2 separate regions of the Arachis hypogaea genome follow, and region 2 is linked to region 1. A link is a contact called in public Hi-C data. All regions are on one chromosome and are shown on one strand. The core of a region is the stretch at or near the end of the contact, and the rest is flanking DNA. Distances in the headings are between cores, read along the strand shown. Region 1 has its middle 24 kb from the start of LOC112764509. Region 2 holds the start of LOC114925719 (pectin acetylesterase 9-like).

Region 1 (5,077 bases), core at 754-3,253:
TTTTCCTTTCCAAGACAGAACAAGAAGTTTGGTCTTGTGAAAGATGTAGTTGGTCTGAACTTTTATAGTCATTAATTATCTCAATTTTTTGTAAGATAGATATGTGGCGTGCTTCAAAAATTGTACCTAAAGTCTCCATTGGCATGTTTAGTGAGTGCCTAAGGAATCGAATAAAAACCCTAATAAGATTATGAAAGGTAATATGAGCGTAGACACAAAAGTGAAGCAAGTCATCTCATCACTTATCAGTTATCACATGCGGTACTCTGTTCTCTTTTGATTCTCCATCACTTTCACTTTATTAATTTTCTTTGTTAAGCTGGTAATTTGGTGGCCACAAGTAGTGAATTGTGTACTTTAGAGAAAAAGGTATTCTGTACACCATTTTGTACATTTACGTAGTTGATTAGTAGAAAAGATTATATGGCATATCAATGTTTTTTTTTTTTTTTTAATCTTTGTATTATTTAAGGTGATTATGGATTTATGGTGGTTATTTACATAAAAAAGTTATTTGGGCAATAACACACTAGTTTTAATGACGTGACAACAAATTAGATGGGAGTGGATCATCTCCAGTGAGAAAAAAACTGGATGGTATACAGTGTTCAATCTAACCATTCATTACTCTCTCTCTTATTTATTTCTGGTCCCACTCATAGAATCAAATGTGATAGATCACACTGTATTTTATCAATTGTTAAAAAAACTGGAGATGTATGAGTAATGCATGGAATAACTTAAATTTGAAGTGAACTTTTTTATTACATAATTTAATCATAATTTATTAATTATTAGAGAAAAAAAAAGTTAAAGTTCTTATATTTATTACATTCAAATAGTTTTATAACTTTTAATTCTAATAAATACTCTTTATATGACTATTTCCAAATGTAGTTTATTTTTCTGCTTTTATTTCTTGTTTTTTATTTATGTATATATTATTTTGAAAGAGTACTACGCTTAAAATTGAAACAAAAGATAATTTTAATAGAATTAAGATATACTTAACTTTAATGGAAATGGTAAATTGATTTTGAAACTTACAAAATCATGCTTTTTAATTTTATATATATATATATATATATATATATATATAATATAAAAGCAAGCATACTTTTAATAAATTGTGGTCGAATTCATATATCATGTACAAATATGGTAGAACTAGGATGGTGCAGAAATACAAAGTTACAAATAGCTTAACCACATACTACAACTACCGGTGGAGATAAGGTTCTTAATCGAGCTAGGATATACTTAAGAAAGTAAAGTGTATTCCTAATATGGAATAAGACTCAATGTTCCAAAATTTTTTTAAAAAATAAACATTCAATCCCAGACAAATTTTTATTTTTTAAAAATTTTTGAAAATTAATTTTATTGAATAGATTGGTTTTTTTCTGCCGTTTTGAAGAGCAAATAATTTGTCTTAGAGTGGTATTTTTTGAAAATTTAATTGTTTTATAATAAATTTTTTGAAAATTTTTTTTTATCCAATATGTACATTAAAAAATTAATTGAAAGTGACAAAGAAACTAATTTGTCTTACGAGAATAATTTTTAAAGATTTTTTGAGAATAAAAATTTGCCGAGGATTAAAATACCCGATCTGAATTTTTTGAGTATGAATTTAAATATTTACTCTTTTAAAAATGTTCAATGCAATTTGATTAATAAGTTTTATAACTCTAAACCACATTGGTCCCTTAGTCACTAATTCAATTAACAAAATGGCTAGCTGATACGACACACTAAAAAGTGAGTTAGTGAGACTCAATTTGGTTCCTCAATAGACTAAATTAATCCCAAGTCCACAAATAAAATAAAATAAAAAAAAACTAAATTAATCCATCAACAAATTGAATCTCACAAATTTAGTTTATCTCATTTTTTTTGGTCGTGGAGTTCATCTCAATTTAGATGTGATCGTATTTTAGTGCAATGGTTCATGGGTATCCGTTTGTTTATTTTTTATTTTTTGGGTCTTGGGTTTTTAAAAAGACTGTTGGGCCTCGCCCATTTAATAGGCATGCTTTATTGCTGGTTACTTACTCTCTGCCTTTGATATGTTCTATTAAGTTACAAGTTCGAAAAAAAATTGAATTGGTCATTGAACCTCTTTAGCTATTGATTCATTAGTTTATTGATTCAATCAATTTAATTATAGTTTAGTTAGAATAACTATTTTATAATAAAATAATAAATAAATACACTAAAATATAATTATAATCTAATATAAACTTTAAAATGTCATCTAAATAAAAATATTACATCATCCGTAATATTATAATCTCATGTAAATACAAACTCAATAATTAAATATCACAATCACAAGATCAAAAATAGCACTGCAATAACAGTAATTTATCAAATTAACAAATTCGAGAACATGAACTCAAATCAAAATAATTATTCAAATTAATAATTAGGCAAAAATATAACAACCTAACAATCACATAGCATCTCAACAATAATTTATCAAATTACTAAATTAACAAGATCAAGAACATGAACTTAGATCAGAATAATTGTTCAAATAAACAATTAGACAAAAATACAACAACGTAATAATCACAGGGTCAAAAAACAACACCTCAAGAATAATTTATCAAATTACCAAATTAATAATATCAATAACATGAACTTAAATCAGGATCACAACAATTAAAATAGCTAAAACCAAAAAAGAACAGCAACCTAAATACAAGTTTGTTTTTTCCCAAATATTAGAATAAGCTTGTGGTTGACTATCATTGGAATCAAGAGGATGAGAAGCTTCATTTGAACTAAGAGGATTATAGGCCAAATTTTTTGGATGCATTATTGTAACACCCTACTATACAGAGCTTTACATCTAGGACGTAAATCAGAGGTGGCGAGGCGCTACGACCTCTAAAAGTAAAAATACATAATATAATATAACCGAAGGAAATTGTAACTAGGAGCCTTGAAAGATAAGGTAATAAAAAACGAAACAGAAATCGCATCACTCACGATCGGATCAATGCATAAAGGTAGATAAGGTCAAACGGAAAAGGATAATACATATATATAAGATTAGAGTTTCAAAGATACAATTAACAAGCTCTTGGCTCGACCTGTGAAGCAAAGGCTGACGAGAGTATACATATACATATACATATATGTAACCCCAAAGAGTAATCCCAACACACAAGCTACAAACCTGTTTCTCCAAGTCAACCTCTAGGAGGGACAAAATGCAAAATATACATAGCGGATAATCTATATACATATATACATCAGCAAAATACAAACCCTAAAATCCAAAATAGTTCTTCACTTCCAAAGAGTCTTTAGAAAGCTCAAAGAGGTGCCTCTCAACCTGCATCTGAAAAATAACAACACGTATGGAATGAGAACTAGAGGTTATCAGCATGGTAAAGGTGCCCACATAGATAATATATAAGGTCCCAAGAAAGCCAGAGGCGATTCTAGAACTTTGATACTCAGATTTAAAACTGGAAACCATAAACAGGGTAGTTTGTCTAAGGCTCTTAACCCTAACTCAATTCTAACTTAATTCTAACTTATTCCCTTAGCATCTCGTCTTCTTTCAATCCCCCAAAACTCTGGTGGAACTGCTCTTGTTACTCCTCTGCCAAACGAGGGGCCTCTCAGTTGCACAAACATACAATGCAGAGAAAGAAATCACAAAAAGGATGCAGTTACAGCAAGAAAATCATATAGCAAGTAAGCATAGATATTCAAATAGGCAAACCAAGTAATGCAAACTCAAACAAGACAAACAAATGCATATGATGTATGCCTTTTCTACTGGCCGTGAGTTCACGTGTCAGACACACTCGGTAGCTAACCCGGATATCGTCTCTCTGACTTGCTCCACACTCTTGGGATATAGTGCCTGTTACAGTCTTGGAATATAGTACCTGCCATACTCATAGGATATAGTGCCTGCCGTATTTCCCAGGATAAAGTGTTCCCACACTCTTGGGATATAGCGTCCGCCACACTCTTGGGATATAGTTCCCACCACACTCTTGGGATATAGTGCCCGATACATTTCCCAGGGTAAAGTGCTCACACACTCTTGGGATATAGCACCCGCCACGTTCTTAGGATATAGTACCTGACACACTCATGGGATATAGTACCCGACACACTTTACAAATAGAGAAAAAACTTAAACATACTCAACATCAACAATCTCAATCAGGCCTCAATTATCATATTCATTCATTCAATATCTTTATGGCCAATATTCGTCAATTATAAAAATTTTCACACTTTCTAAATTAATCATAATCATTTAATCATCAATCATATTTCAATAATAATTCATCATTTCAATTAATCGGCATCATTTCAGCCTCAAACATCTCAGACTCAGCCTTCTATACTTTCTCAGCTCATTCAATATCAACTTAACTGTTATTCACCTCATATACATTTACAACTTCCTAACTCAAGTTCTTTTTTTCTCTACTTCCTCTATGGGTCTACTATCCTTCTTAAACTCAAGAGCTAGGTATCGGACCAAAAAGGATAGGTAAAAGAGGTTGGAAGCTAGAGAATTGGTAAAACCTAAAAAAAAAAACTCACTTGTGCTGCAAAAAAGGGGGCTCGCGTACGCGGCCTTGAAAATCTTCCATCCCGCGTACGTGTCACTTGCCCGCATACGCGGATGTGCGAACCTGAAATGAAATCCTGCGGCGCGTGCGTGTGTCTCGCGTACATAGAGGTGTGAAAAGCGAGGGTCCACATACATGGGATTGCTCTGCGTACATGAGACGTATGAGCAGTGCCCACCGTCCATGTCGCGTGTGCCAGTCGCGTACGCATTTCTCCATTTTCCCCCAAAAACTAGCAAAGTTCCATAATTCACCTTTCGCGCACCAAACTGCAAATTCACATAACTCTTTTGTTTTAAAATATTTTTCATACGTTCTTCAAACGGCATAAACTTCACGGATCTAAATTTTCATTTAAATCAAGTTTGATGAAAATTGAGGGTCCAGAAGCCGAGTTATGGCTTACTGAAGTTGTTCCAAAATTAGATTTTTCAAAAGCAACATTAGTCCTCATTTTCTACCAA
Region 2 (5,182 bases), core at 1,728-4,227, 150 kb after region 1:
ATTACTTAATAGTACACTTATCAATGTAATTTTCATATTTATTATTTGATTACTTAATAACATACTTATCATAAACCGAATTAGTTAGATTCGGATATATATATATAAAAGTTATACAATAAAAATCATTTGTATTAATTATTTAATAATTTTTGTGCATAACAGTAACATAGTATTACAAATTTTATTTAAATATACATACATAATAATCTTTTTATATATAAGTGGAATCCAATAATATGAAATAGTAGTAGACTTAAAAAAAGGTTATCTGCGCTATCAAAAGTAGAAAATGAAATAGTATTTTATCCTATACAATGATTTTTTATGCATAACAAATTAAAAATTTCTAAAAAAAAAATAACAATTATTAGTATCAATTAATATATATTAGCTAATTTTGACATTAGATTAATATTTGAACCGCACTATGGACAGGTTTTACAGTAGTAAAAATTTATAATTTGGTCCACTAAACATCGACATTTCTAGTTAATATAAATATTCCTTTCAAAAAAAGTAAGTGTAACTCATTTTTGTCCTCAACGTTTAGGGTAAATCTTATTTGTGTTCCTAACGTTTAAATCGTCCTATTTGTATTTCTAACGTTTGTAAAAGTGATTCAATATTATCCTGCCGTCAATTACACATCATGAGTGCTTTAGTTTGAGTTTTAAAAATCTCTTCTTGAAGTTAGAATACAAATGTCTGGGATAGAATCGATGATCTACTCCGAAAAATACCTCATCAAATGTTGAAACTAATTCCTACAACATTTACATAATTCACTTTTCTAGGGATATAATTGAATCTAAACATAAATAGTTGGTATAATATTAAAATCGAACACATCCAAGTAAGACCTAATTGAGAATGAATACATCCAAGTGAGAATAATTGAAAAAATATAATCTGATTTGTTAGTATAATTGATAGTAGGATAACATTGAATCACTTCTATAAACGTTAAGGATACGCAAATAGGACGATTTAAACATTAGGGACACAAATAGAACTTACTCCAAACGTTGGGGACAAAAACTATACTTTACTCTAGTAATAAATAAACTAAAGTTTACCAACTCAAAGGGAGTATTCTAATCGAAAGTACAACGCTAAGTTCCAAGACATTAAATTTTTATGACTATGGCGACTTATTATTGTGGCAGTCTAGGGAATATATCTTAAATATGTCATAGGTTTTAGTAAGAAAATAATCTACGGTTAAGGAATTTTTGTCCTAATAAATCCAAATATATAGACATTAATAAATATAAAATTAATATGAGCAGTATTTTCATTAAATCACATAATTAAGTATGACATAGATAATTTGGTATAAAGTAAAAATATACTTTGAGTAATGCTTAGCTTGTTGTGTTTAGAATTGTTTAATTGTATGGTTAAATATATGTTTACTTTTGCAAAAAGCACGAGTCATTTTTGTTTTATCTAATAAATTATGAATGTTTCTCCATAGAAATCATGTTTCACTACAAAAAAAAAATGTGTTTTAGCGACAAACTTTTAGTGGCAATAACATAATGACCACTAATTCTTTAATTTAAATTATGTTTTTGCGGTAATTATATATTTGCCATCATTACTATATGTTATAGTGGCCATTATTACTATTGCCAGAAAATTATTATTTTTTATTATTTATAATTTTAATTTTTTTAAATTATTACGGTGGCCATTATCATTATTGCCACTAAACTTTATTATTACTTTCTTTTTATTATCCCTAAATGAAATTGAAAACTGGAGAGAGAAAGAGAAACTGAAAAAGGAAGAGAAGTATGGACACTGGGTTAATTCGCGTGCTTTCCTCCATCGCCGATCACCACCGCCGTAACCGTTGCCATCGCCGACAGTCGCCGTCCATCATCCTACTCCTTGGACCTCATTTCCATCCGATCCACCTCAGATCCGCATCGCTTTCATCATTTGTTCATCTCAGATTTACGTCGCCAAGGTCTTCTAGCCACTGTTATTGTTCTTGTTACAACACCGCACCTCCGCCGCTGTCGGTAGGTCTTCTCCATTTATTTTTCGATTTAGGTTTCAATATTTAGAAGCCTGTGATTCTCTCTCTATATTATTACTTTTGCTCTGTTTGCTTGAAGTGTTTAAGCTAAAATTGAAGTGTTTAAGTGTTTGTTTTTGATTTTGAGATAACAGCCAAATATTATCTAATGGAAAGGCCTTTGGATGCTTCACGAGCGGTTCGATTCTTATAAATGGAAGGAATGAATGAATCCTCTCCTTCAAGAAAATTATTGGCTTTGTGACACAAGATGATGTAGTTCATGGAAACTTGACAGTGGAAGAGAATCTCTGGATTAGTGCACAATGCAGGTACATTATATTGCTGCACATTCTAACTGAACTATGTTGTTACTCTTGAGTGCTAGAAATGTACTTATTCAAGTGAATTTTTTTGTTAATGTTAAAGGTTATCAGCTGACTTGTCAAAACAAGAAAAAGTTCTAGTTCTTGAAAGAGTTATTGAATTCTTGGGGCTTCGATCTGTGAGGAATTCCTTGGTTGGAACGGTGGAAAATCAAGGGATCTCTGGCTGCCAAAGGAAGCGTGTAAATGTCGGATTAGAAATGGTTATGGAACCTTCACTTCTGATCTTGGATGAACCCACTTCTAGTTTGGACAGTGCATCATCTCAGCTTCTTTTAAGAGCTCTAGGATGCAAAGCGCTTGAGGGAGTGAACATTTGCATGTTGGTTCACCAACCCGGGTAACTTCTTATTAAATTATCCAAGTTGAAATCTGCATGAGAAAACATTTTGCAGATTAATCTTATGCTTCCCTCACAATGATTTGATGATTGATTTTGATACTTCAGCTATGCATTGTTCAAGATGTTTGATGGCCAAAATTTTTGCAGCCTAGAGTCTTTGAATTCGGAAGGCAAGGTTTGTATTTTCTATATCCTCTTCTGCGGCTTGTTCATATGAGTATGAATGAGAACACTTGCCACTGTTTCAAGAACTTGAAGGATTTGAAGCCATTTGGCGCAAGTTCAGCGGGTCAATCTCTGGAAAACTTTGGTTTCCTAGTTTCTCTTGCCAAAAGTAATTCTTTTACCCAATATTCTCTCTTGTAGAACATTTGAGTACTTCTTTAGTTAATCAAGTAATTGAGAAAAAAATAAAAAGCAATCTAATCTGTTTAATTTGACTGAAATAGTAATTTGTTTTATATTAAAAATTTGATCAGAAAGAGGCAAAAACTCATTTGCCAGAATTGGATGCAAGAGATGGAATTTCTATTGACATGGAAGACATTGGAACTTCTCAAGTTTGGAATATGCGCTATAGGTATTCTATAATTTCACTGATTAAAAGAAAAAATAATTGTGAACTTTGATCTTATTAATTTCTTTAAGTTTTCTTTGCATTTTGTCATGATCTTTATAAGACATTGGGACTAAAATTTTCTTTTGTTGGATTATTATTTCCTCTTGGAGCATCAGATACTGGCCAAACAATAAAAGCAGGATGTACCTGCTTGAGAACACTGGTGAATTTTCTAGCTTTGCCTTTGGCATATATAGTTTTAAATTAAGGATCTTATGTGAGAATGGTTTTTCAACTTTCGATTTCAATTTCAATTTTGCAGGAGATTTTGTGAAAGCCAATGGACTCCAAGAAGGAGATTTCGTGAAAGCCAATGCACATATATGTATATAATCTGTGCTTTACCTTTTAGTTGAACATTATATATATATATATATATATATATATATATATATATATATTCCCGAGCCTAAAGAATTAGAGGATCTTTGGGATTTGTAGGGGAATGAAATAAGGGGGATGTATATTGTATATGAATATTATATATTATTGTATGTGACTAGTTCCAGAGAAAATACTAGTGCTGAATTATTATTGTTTGATAAGATTTCTGGATTAATTTTTGTTCCTTATTCAAAGTAATGCATTGGATTATGATAAGTAGTATTATATAACTTATGAACATTTCTATATATTCTTCCTCGATCAGTAGACGGTGCCTTCAGTAGTATTATATTCAAGACTTGGTGTGTTTATTCTTTTTTCCATTAACTTGCATCATTAGCTCAGGAAAACTACACAAGAATTTGACATTTTGAAGTGTTTCCATGCAGTGCTTCTTTCCACAATGTGTTGAGATATATATCGACTCCTTATTTTATCTTGAATTCAGCCTATGATGTATTTCAAGTAAGAATTCCGGACATATTTTGTAGACTATATTTGCATATATCTTGGTTAATGTCATTGGCAGAATGTAGGATGAATAAAACTTCTCATGTCAACAGTTCCATCATATATTGGTGCCACCTTCTGCTAATATGCATGGACATTGGAACAAGTGCAAATTGGACCCAGCAGCATGCACACCACTCCAAATCGCCATATTTCAAGGTTCCTCTTTCAATTGTCATATTAACCATTCAGTTTTTGAAATCACCCCGATGTGTTAGTATTTTCAATATTTTGTCAAAGAACTACAAACTTTGCTTCATACATGTTCAAAACCGGTTTTGCTGACTATAATAAGTGCATTTTGTTCAGATTTTAGGCTCGACATGCTTGCAACTTTGAGACCTTTCGCAATCTATTTGGGAAGAGGAGGAATGTTCATAAACTCATGTTTTGCTCACTGCCAAAGTGAATCACAAGATACGTGGTTTGAAGATGATTCCCCAAGAATAAACAAGGTATTAATTGCTATGAGACTTTGTTATACTGTGCATTGTTCAACACGATAATAGGCTAGTGGTAATCAATTGCACCAAACATGCGTTTAGTGTTATAGGACAAACAAGAGTTTAAAGCAAATAGGCTGAACAGTATTAGTGATCTTTACACTCACAACTAGTGAATTTTCTAAGTCAGTAACACTTAAAATTCTGTCTTTTGCAGACAATTGCAGAAGCAGTTGGTGATTGGTATTTTAGCAGAAAAAGAAGCAAGGAAATAGACTATCCATACCCATGTGACACAACTTGTCACAATCTTATACCATATCCTCGTGGTAATATCTGTTTCTTAAAAATTTTATACACTAGTTGCTTTGGATATCGCGAAGACTTGAGGTCCATTTATTTAATAAAAAATTTGGAATGTTGCAAGCCAATAGAAGATTAAATTCAAAAGTTTTCAACTCTTACACC

The links. Hi-C and Micro-C count contacts between places; a contact is called where the count stands out from the background.
Region 2: a contact with region 1 is called in a Hi-C map of leaf, with 2.8 times the contacts expected there. The contact joins the promoter of LOC114925719 here to the enhancer-like site in region 1. A contact is called at or near these places in 2 of 8 Hi-C or Micro-C datasets (both in leaf).

The regions. Positions count from the first base shown.
Region 1 is chr17:42,860,083-42,865,159 of arahy.Tifrunner.gnm2.J5K5, forward strand. No RefSeq gene overlaps it. Among protein-coding and RNA genes, the nearest start is that of LOC112764509, 24 kb to the left of the region's middle. Within about 2 kb of position 2,004, at least 1 of the 3 cell types and tissues checked has open chromatin away from gene starts, as enhancers often do.
Region 2 is chr17:43,013,364-43,018,545 of arahy.Tifrunner.gnm2.J5K5, forward strand. LOC114925719 (pectin acetylesterase 9-like) reads left to right here and starts at 2,978. Exons shown (of 7, transcript XM_072221835.1): 1 at 2,978-3,076; 2 at 3,238-3,338; 3 at 3,640-3,702; 4 at 4,151-4,226; 5 at 4,325-4,430; 6 at 4,581-4,726; 7 at 4,932-5,182. The coding sequence starts at 2,978. The coding sequence ends at 5,156.